Regions from separate parts of the Mus musculus genome. Here region 1 is linked to region 2. The links are chromatin contacts, called in public Hi-C maps. All regions are on one chromosome and are shown on one strand. The core of a region is the stretch at or near the end of the contact, and the rest is flanking DNA. Distances in the headings are between cores, read along the strand shown.

Region 1 (4,065 bases), core at 1,325-3,824, 52 kb before region 2:
TCCATTACAAAATGCTCTAAAATGTCTTCCTTGAGCCCTTCATAAAAATTATTTTCATAATGGTCCTTTCTAACGCTTTGTTCATACTTATTACACCGCCTTTAAAACCACTTTATCTTATCTATACTTACTTAGTCCCTTCATTGAGATCGTGTGTGTGTGTGTGTGTGTGTGTGTGTGTGTGTGTATTGATCAGAGAGTCCTCCAACTTTGGTGAGCATAAGAATTTAATAGCAGCAGCTGTAGCCTGTCAGGCACTTGCTGGGAAGGCCATGGCTGGGAAGACTGTGGGGTTCAAGCGGACTGGGTCCTAGCCCCCTCACATTGTTGAGACCTTGGATTCGGGAGCTGTACCTCAGAGACCAGGAATCTGTGTGTTTTATTAACTATGGCCCAAATGACTTTGATCTGTGTAGCCGGAGGTGCAGTCTTCTTAACTGTGTAGTAGATCTACGGCTTGTCTGAATGCGGTGAATGGTTTCAACTTCACTGAAGTATAAATCTGAATCCAAGAGCTTTGAGCTTGGCCTGTGGGGGCCCATCAGCTACCTAGTGAGTGTCGCTAACTATCCATTGCAGGGCCTCAGCTCAGCTCAACAGAGCTCCTGGCATTTTGTCTCTGTTTTTCTTTTACTGAAAATAATTTTCTTCCATACGGTAAATTCCGATTACAGTTTCCCCTCCCTTAGCTCCTCCCAGCTCCTAACTCCTCCCCACTTCCCCTCCCATTGGAATCCACACCCTTTCTGTTAGAAAAGAGGCATCTAGTGAATAATGACAAAATACGATAAAACAAAACCAATGGCGTTTCAAATCAGTGACTCCATCTCCAAATAAGAGGCCCAGGAACCTCTAAACTGGCGCATTGGGGACTTGGATTCTGGCGGATGTCAAAGGATGAGTCACCAAATAAGTTACAGCTAACATAAAAGCGGTGGGGACACCAGGAGGAGCCGCTGTACTTCAGCTCATTTTGCAGAGGAGCTGTGGGAAATGTGTGGGCTTCTAGCCAGAGGGCCTGAGCAGGACTCCCGATGTTCTTAGCTACTTGCTACCTGGCAAAGCAAACAGCTTAGGTTTCTGAGTTGTGTGTTTCCTCTGCTCCTCACTAAGGCCGCAGCCCTGTTGAAGACACAGGGCTGCCGTGAGACTCGGGTGACTTAAATACATGAAAACGCTCTTCCAACTGTGGCGTTCTGAGCAGCCATTGCCTTTTCACTGTGTAGAAACATGTCTGAGGTGTTGTAATGACAGAGTGTACTATCGGGCAATGGTGTGTGTGTGTGTGTGTGTGTGTGTGTGTGTGTGTGTGTGTGTGAAGGGGTGGGGGTCGCGGTTGGGATAATTCGTTTAGAGCTAGCAGCTGAAATGGAAGGCCAGAAGCAAACTGGCACACAGGTGTCCGAGTTTGCTGTTCTGACAGCGTGTGCTACACACTTACTCGTTTGCTATGAGCAGCAAGTTGGATGTAACTGGAGATCTGGGAACGCCAATCTTCAAGAGAAGACACAGTCAAGCATGAATTTGATATGGTCAAATAATTTCATTTAGGATTTCAGAACTCTCATTATAATTAGACCTTAGTCAACACCATTGAGATATGTTCAATTTTAAGCCCCAGAAAAAAATAATTGTCACTAGAGAAAGGGCTTTGAGAGCATATGCAACGATTTATTCCCCTTTAGAGAATTTTAACAGTATCTATAGAAAGTATGAGGCTGTGTAGATTTTTTTTTTTTTTTTTTTTTGCTTTGTTTGGTTTTCGAGACAGTGTAGCCCCAGCTGTCCTGGAACTCACTCTTTAGACCAGGCTGGCCTTGAATTCAGAGATCCACCTGCCTCTACTTCCCGAGTGCTGGGATTAAAGGTGTGCGCCACCACGCCCAGCCAAATGATGCAGTTTTTATGTGATGAATTCCTTGTTGCTGCAGTAGACCTTGGGCAGTCCTTGCTCCTCCTGTAGCAGAGCTCTGTTTATTGGCTGGAGATTTAGTCAGAGGAGCTCTGGAATTTAGCAGGAGACATGTTTATGTCTCATGGTCAAATACTTATTCAGAATTCTAGAATTCTCGAGCACCTCCTGTATGTCCAGCATAGCGTGGGGTATTAGAGAATCTGATATGCCCCAGCTTGTAACTCATTCACGTCAGAGGCAGAGGGGGAAATCCCATCTTTGTTATTCAGTAGAATGAGGTAAAACCAGAGGTCAACAGACCTGGTATAAGGATCACTGTGCTTTTGTGACTTTATTCCCTTAACCAAATCTACTGAACCCTTTCCTGTATCAGGCACACGCTCTCCAGAGCTTACGTGATGGTGGCAGCCTACAAAGATAGTGAGACTCCACCAGCCATGGTGGCATGGGACTGTAATCCCAGCCCTAACAAGGCAGGAGGAGCACAGGTTTGAGGTCGGCCCATCTCAAGAAACAACAACAAACAAAACAAAACAAAACAAAACAACAAAACTGGAAGAGATGATGAAGTCCCCTAGGCAGAGGTCAGTAAAGACAGGCCAGGCAGAGAACACAGGGTACATACCAACCCGACAGCTCAAACCCACAAACCACAGGCTAGCAGGAGAGACAGCCTTGGGGGCGGGACAAGGTGTGGGGGCGGGACCAGAAGGTTCCTGTGGGCTCCACCATAGACTTCTGCCTTTCCGTCAAGTGGAAGAGGGCGGGGCTGGAAAGGATTTGTGGCAAGCAGTAGATATAAAGAGATGAGTGCTTTTTAAAATTGTGGCGTTTTAAAATAGCCAATGCTCTGTTTGCATCTTCCTCGAAGGATCCGTAGGTTGAGGTGTGGGGGTGGGAATACAAAATAGTGGATTTAGGGAGGTAGGTTAGGGACTGTGCAGTAGCAGTGGAGGTGAGAAAAATGATTTTAAAAATCAGACACAAGGTGGTGGTGGTGGTAAATAAAGAGTTGGGCAGAGCTAAGACTCTGAAGGAGCAGATGTGTGGGAAGGAAGCTGTCTTGTTTCTCCCTACGTTCTTGTCACTTCCAGTTCTATACTTTTAGATCTCTCTCTCTCTCTCTCTCTCTCTCTCTCTCTCTCATATTTATCTTTCCAACTTACATTCCAGTGGGGGAAGTGATTGGATTTTTTAAAAGATTTATTTAGTTTATGTATGTGAGTACACTGTAACTGTCTTCAGACACACCAGAAGAGGGCATCAGTTCCCTTACTGATGGTAGTGAGCCCCCATGTGGTTGCTGGGAATTGAACCCAGGACCTCTGGAAGAGCAGTGAATGCTCTTAACCGCTAGGCCATCTCTCCAGTCCCCTGGACTTTTTTTTTTTTTTTTTAAGCAAAATTTGTAGCACAGTGTGGCTGTGTTGACATACTACCCGTGGCAAACATTGAAAGAGTTTGAGCACAGGGTTTGAAACAACTCAGTCAAGTTGTCTCACCTCTCAATCCACAGAATTGCCACCTAGAAAACTGGGATACAATGGCATCTGGCTTGTTAGGCTTCCTTTAGAGTTCAGTGAGGTAGTAAATACAAAACCATTGACACAGAGCTTGGTTTAGTGAAAACGCTCAATGCTGTCACTTGTCACAGATTCTAGTTGGAAAGCCGTATCAATTACGTGTCTCGTCACTGTAACAACATACACGACAACAGCAACTCGAAGAAAGATGGGCTTGGATTTTAATATTTATTTTATTTCTGGTTATGTGTGACTGTGTGGTAAATGCCACACATGCTGTGGGTACCGAAAGAAGCCAGAAGAGTGAGTCAGGTAGACCTGAAGCTGAGTCACTGGCAATGTGGATGACTTGCTGTGGGCTCTGGGAAGTGACCTCAGGCCCTCAGTCACTGAGGTGTCATCTCTCTAGCCCTAACATGGATATTTCTCATTTGGGAGTATTTCTCAGAGAGGATGAAAGCAAGAAGCTAATAACTACAGTTGAATATGCCTATAAGCTCCCAGAATGTCCATATAGGCCATGTGTTGTTTCTATAGATAAGTGGAGGCTAAGACAACAAATGCTTTCCCAGGGAGATAAGGTTCAAGTTATGCCCCGTCCTTTATGGCTTTATAGAGTCTTAGCAA
Region 2 (3,959 bases), core at 1,265-3,764:
TTCATGCCAGATCCCATGTCCAGCATTAGTCAGTCAACATAAAATAAATTCTATGGGTTTTTGTGGGCATGCTTTTTGTTTGAGTTTGATATTTTTTTTATCTTAATGATTTTTCTTTGTTTGAAATAGAGAAAAAACTTGAGTGGACAGGGAGATGGGGAAGAGCTGGAAGGAGTTGGAAAAGGGGAAAGAATAGGATCAAAATATCTTGTATGAGAATATTTAAGAAGCTACAATAAAGTAGGAGAATTAAGGGCTAAGGATTTTGTATTGCTAAGAATACAAGTTTGCTTCTGTTGTGTGTGTGCATGTGTGTGCATGTGTGTGCATGTGTGTGCATGTGTGTGCATGTGTGTTCATACTTAGAAAAGAGATTCTAAGTATGTGTCATTTGTGAAGTAGATTTTGAGTAACATCCCTGTGTATTTACTCTGTTTAATCCTAGAAGTCTATTAGAATGCATTCTATAGAAAGTGGCCTTGGGAGAACAGAAGCGGAGCCACAGGAATGGAACCTGAGGAGTCTCTCATCCCCTGGAAGCCCTGTCCAGACACAAACTGCCCCTGCTGGTCCCTGTGGAGAGCAGGCAGAAGATGACTATGCTGACCCACAGGAATACTTTAATGTCCTGAGCTACAGAAGCCTAGAGAGCTTCATTGCTGTATCGAAGACTGGCTAACGACAGCTCTCTATCCCTCTCCCTATGTCTCTCTCTCTCTGTCTCTCTCTGTCTCTCTCTGTCTCTCTCTGTCTCTGTCTCTGTCTCTGTCTCTCTCTCTCTCTCTCTCTCTCTCTCTCTGTGTGTGTGTGTGTGTGTGTCTGTAAGTATGAAAGACATCTTTTCAGGCTACATTTCTTCTACCCTTCTCTTCTGTTTCTCTGTGATAGAACCAAGGTAAACAGTTTTAACTTGATTATAAATGGGGTTTTTAACATTGATGTTTATTTTATGTGTATGAGTGTTTGTCCTGCATGTATGTGTGCCATGTGTGGATGGTGTTCCCAGAAGTCAGAAGAGGGCATCAGGTCTCCTAAAACTGGAGTTAGAGACAGTTGTAAGCCACCATGTGGGTGCTGGGAATCAGACTCAGGTCGTCTGCAAGAATAGTGAATGCCGGGCAGTGGTGGCACATGCCTGTAATCCCAACACTTGGGAGGCAGAGCCAGGTGGATTTCTGAGTTCGAGGCCAGCCTGGTCTACAGAGTGAGTTCCAGGACAGCCAGGGCAACACAGAGAAAAACCCTGTCTCGAAAAACAAAAACAAAAACAAAAACAAAAACCAAACCAAACCAAACCAAAACAGAATAGTGAGTGCTCTTAAAAGCTCTTTTCAGCCTGGAAAATGTTTCTTTCTTTTTCCTTCCTTCCTTCCTTCCTTCCTTCCTTCCTTCCTTCCTTCCTTCCTTCCTTCCTTCCTTCCTTCCCTCCCTCCCTCCCTCCCCTCCTCCTCTTTCTTCTTCTTCTTCCTCTCTCTCTCTCTCTCTCTCTCTCTCTCTCTCTCTCTCTCTCTCTCTCTCCCCCTTATTCTTCTTTTGAAAAGGCAAAAATAAAGCAATAAAAACAAAATTCACATTGCTCTGGCTTTGAACTTGGTGATCTGAGCAGGTCCTCTTGTGGCTTTGAGAAATACATTCTTCACAATAAGCCAGGTGCTGAGGCAGATGATAAGATGACCACTGGCCTTATTTCTCATTGTTATTTTTACCAGCATTCACTCATTCAAGATATTTATTTATGAATGAGGCAAAGTACTGGTCTTTAGGGAGGATTCAAGGACAAGAGCTTTGAGTGGGGAAACATTTATAATAAGACCTACTAGGAGATAAGGACTCATGATTGGGCCTCTTAGGGGAACACACCCATGAGGGTGTGGTGAAGTCTCCTTAGAGAATATAGGGATTAATGAGCCTGGTCTGGGGGGAGGAACATTTTCCTAGGAACTTGAATGAACTCAAGGCAGTGTAGGTTGAAGTCCTATAAGAAAGCCCTGACACCAAAGCACCAACGAATGTCAGGCTTTCTCCTTTAGCTAGGCATTTCAGGTCTGTGGAGAGTAGAGTCTACTGGGATGCAGCGGGTTCAGAGGACTCCAGGCTCCTCACACTTCATGGTCTTGGGATGCCATCAGGAAATCCTTGTCTACTTGAGGAGCCAAGTCCCATCACCTGGGCCAAGCTAGACCTGCCTCTTCTGGATCCATCTGCCACTGAGCCTCTTAAATAGAAACTTTTTCTTTTTGCCACCAAAAGGAACGTCTAATTTTTAAGAATAAGGACTTTGTTTCTTCTAAAAACAAAACGGGGTGAACACATATATGAGTGATAAAAAATTTTAAGAAATAAGAATATATTCTTCCTTACTCCCAGACCTCTTCATGCTGGAGTTGGGGTGCCTGCAGTTTATTTACATTGGACCGATTTTAGGCTGGATCTAAAAAGACTCTGTCCTCTTCCTGTCTCTCTACATACTACCTGTGTGTAGTTTTATTTCATGAGCAGGTTGGAGAAGGAAGTGAGCTTTCCTCTCACCAAAGCCTCAGGTTAAGTATGAGCGGGAAGACTCTTCATTTCCTGTTCCCCTCTTCGTTGTGGGAATCCCCACCCAACCTCACTTTCCTATCAGATGGGTCTCAAGGAGTTAAGATTGGTCCAGAGCCCCAGCCCTTGGGAAGAAAGATGGATACAGGGAAAATGGAATGTGCTTTTGGCTGTGGAAGCTCATAGGACTTTTCTTATAGAATGAATGCAAATTTGTTGAAAGTAGAACACAGCTTACACATTGGAAACGGACTAAAATGTAATGATGAAAAGGAGGGGTGATTGACCCAGAGGAGGTTGATGGTGAACCAACCGAGGCCAACAGAGATTTAGGTGCCACTTAACATGGTTATGGTAATTGGGAAACATTTACAAATACCACTGGGATGGAGAGAAAATACAAAGGCGCCTATAGATGTTGGAAATGGGTCAGGTTGCTAAAACGAGATTCGATTTGACAGAAAACAAATTTCAAAGTGGAAAGTGAACTAGATTCTCTCTTCTGAGAACCACAGAAGACAAGTGCCTAAGGCCCTGACTCCTGGCAGTCCATACTGCCCAGGACAGTAGCCATGTTTTCCATGTGGCCACCCCAGCATAGGTGCCACAAGGTTCATCCTAGACAGAACTTGTTGTTGTAGTTCTAAAACACACACTGGATGTTTGAAGATAATGTGAATCATAAAATGTCATCTAAATTTAAAGATATTCCTTACATTTCAAAATGATGCTTTGGATATTTTAGGTTAAGTAAATATATATTATTACAAACAACTTCCCTGCTTCCTTTTGCTTTTTAAACATGGCTCCTGAAAATCTAATTTTCTCATGGAGCCCCCATTATACTTCTATAAACTGGAACCTGGAGAATGTACCTTCTTCAGTCTGTTGGCCTTTGTCTTTCCCCTTTTGAAATGATGCTTGAAGAAGTCTCTCCTTCTTATCATGTTTGGTGAGACACACACAGGGAAAGATCACAGAGAAATTGAAGTAAGGACCCCTAAAGTGTTGACAGGAAGGGATTCCAGATCCTCCTGGTTCTCTGCCCACACTCTGATTCCGGACTGCCGTTAGATAGATAAGGCAAGAGATTATAATGAGAAATGTCGAGTCATAGAGCATTGAGCCTTCGGGAGGGGACAGCACTTGCTCTTTTATTTCAAAAGATCCCTTCTCAGCCTCTGGTCTTTAGGGATGAATTATCACATGCTTGTGTTCATACAGAGCCCATTAGGACTGCTCTGGGCAGGCAGGGAGGGTGTGTGTTTTCTTCACAAATGGTCACATTGTGGAGGGCAGGGTATTCCATATGAATAGAAAACAATCAGGGGCTTGACTTTGTCTGCTGGTGGAAGAGGGGAGCCAGCTTTTTCCATCTGTGGATTCGTCCAAGTCCTGCATTATGTTTGTAGCTTGCCACC

What was found. A called contact is a pair of places that touch in the nucleus more often than the background predicts.
Region 1: a contact with region 2 is called in a Hi-C map of regulatory T cells, with 2.7 times the contacts expected there. The contact joins two enhancer-like sites. A contact is called at or near these places in 2 of 39 promoter capture datasets (cranial neural crest and hippocampal neurons), 1 of 15 datasets of contacts at CTCF or cohesin (CD8 T cells), 26 of 484 Hi-C or Micro-C datasets (B cells, CD4 T cells, CD8 T cells and 16 more) and 7 of 115 datasets of contacts at active chromatin or transcription factors (CD8 T cells, effector CD8 T cells, embryonic fibroblasts and 3 more).

What each region holds. Positions count from the first base shown.
Region 1 is chr16:43,697,635-43,701,699 of GRCm38.p6, reverse strand. No RefSeq gene overlaps it. Among named protein-coding and RNA genes, the nearest start is that of Tigit, 35 kb to the right of the region's middle. Within about 2 kb of position 2,574, at least 124 of the 459 cell types and tissues checked have an H3K27ac peak or open chromatin away from gene starts, as enhancers often do. A contact at or near this core is called in regulatory T cells, where this site is marked.
Region 2 is chr16:43,645,721-43,649,679 of GRCm38.p6, reverse strand. It overlaps Tigit (T cell immunoreceptor with Ig and ITIM domains), which reads left to right. Exons shown (of 4, transcript NM_001146325.1): 4 at 446-819. The coding sequence ends at 679. Among named protein-coding and RNA genes, the nearest start is that of Mir568, 7.0 kb to the right of the region's middle. Within about 2 kb of position 2,514, at least 4 of the 459 cell types and tissues checked have an H3K27ac peak or open chromatin away from gene starts, as enhancers often do. A contact at or near this core is called in regulatory T cells, where this site is marked.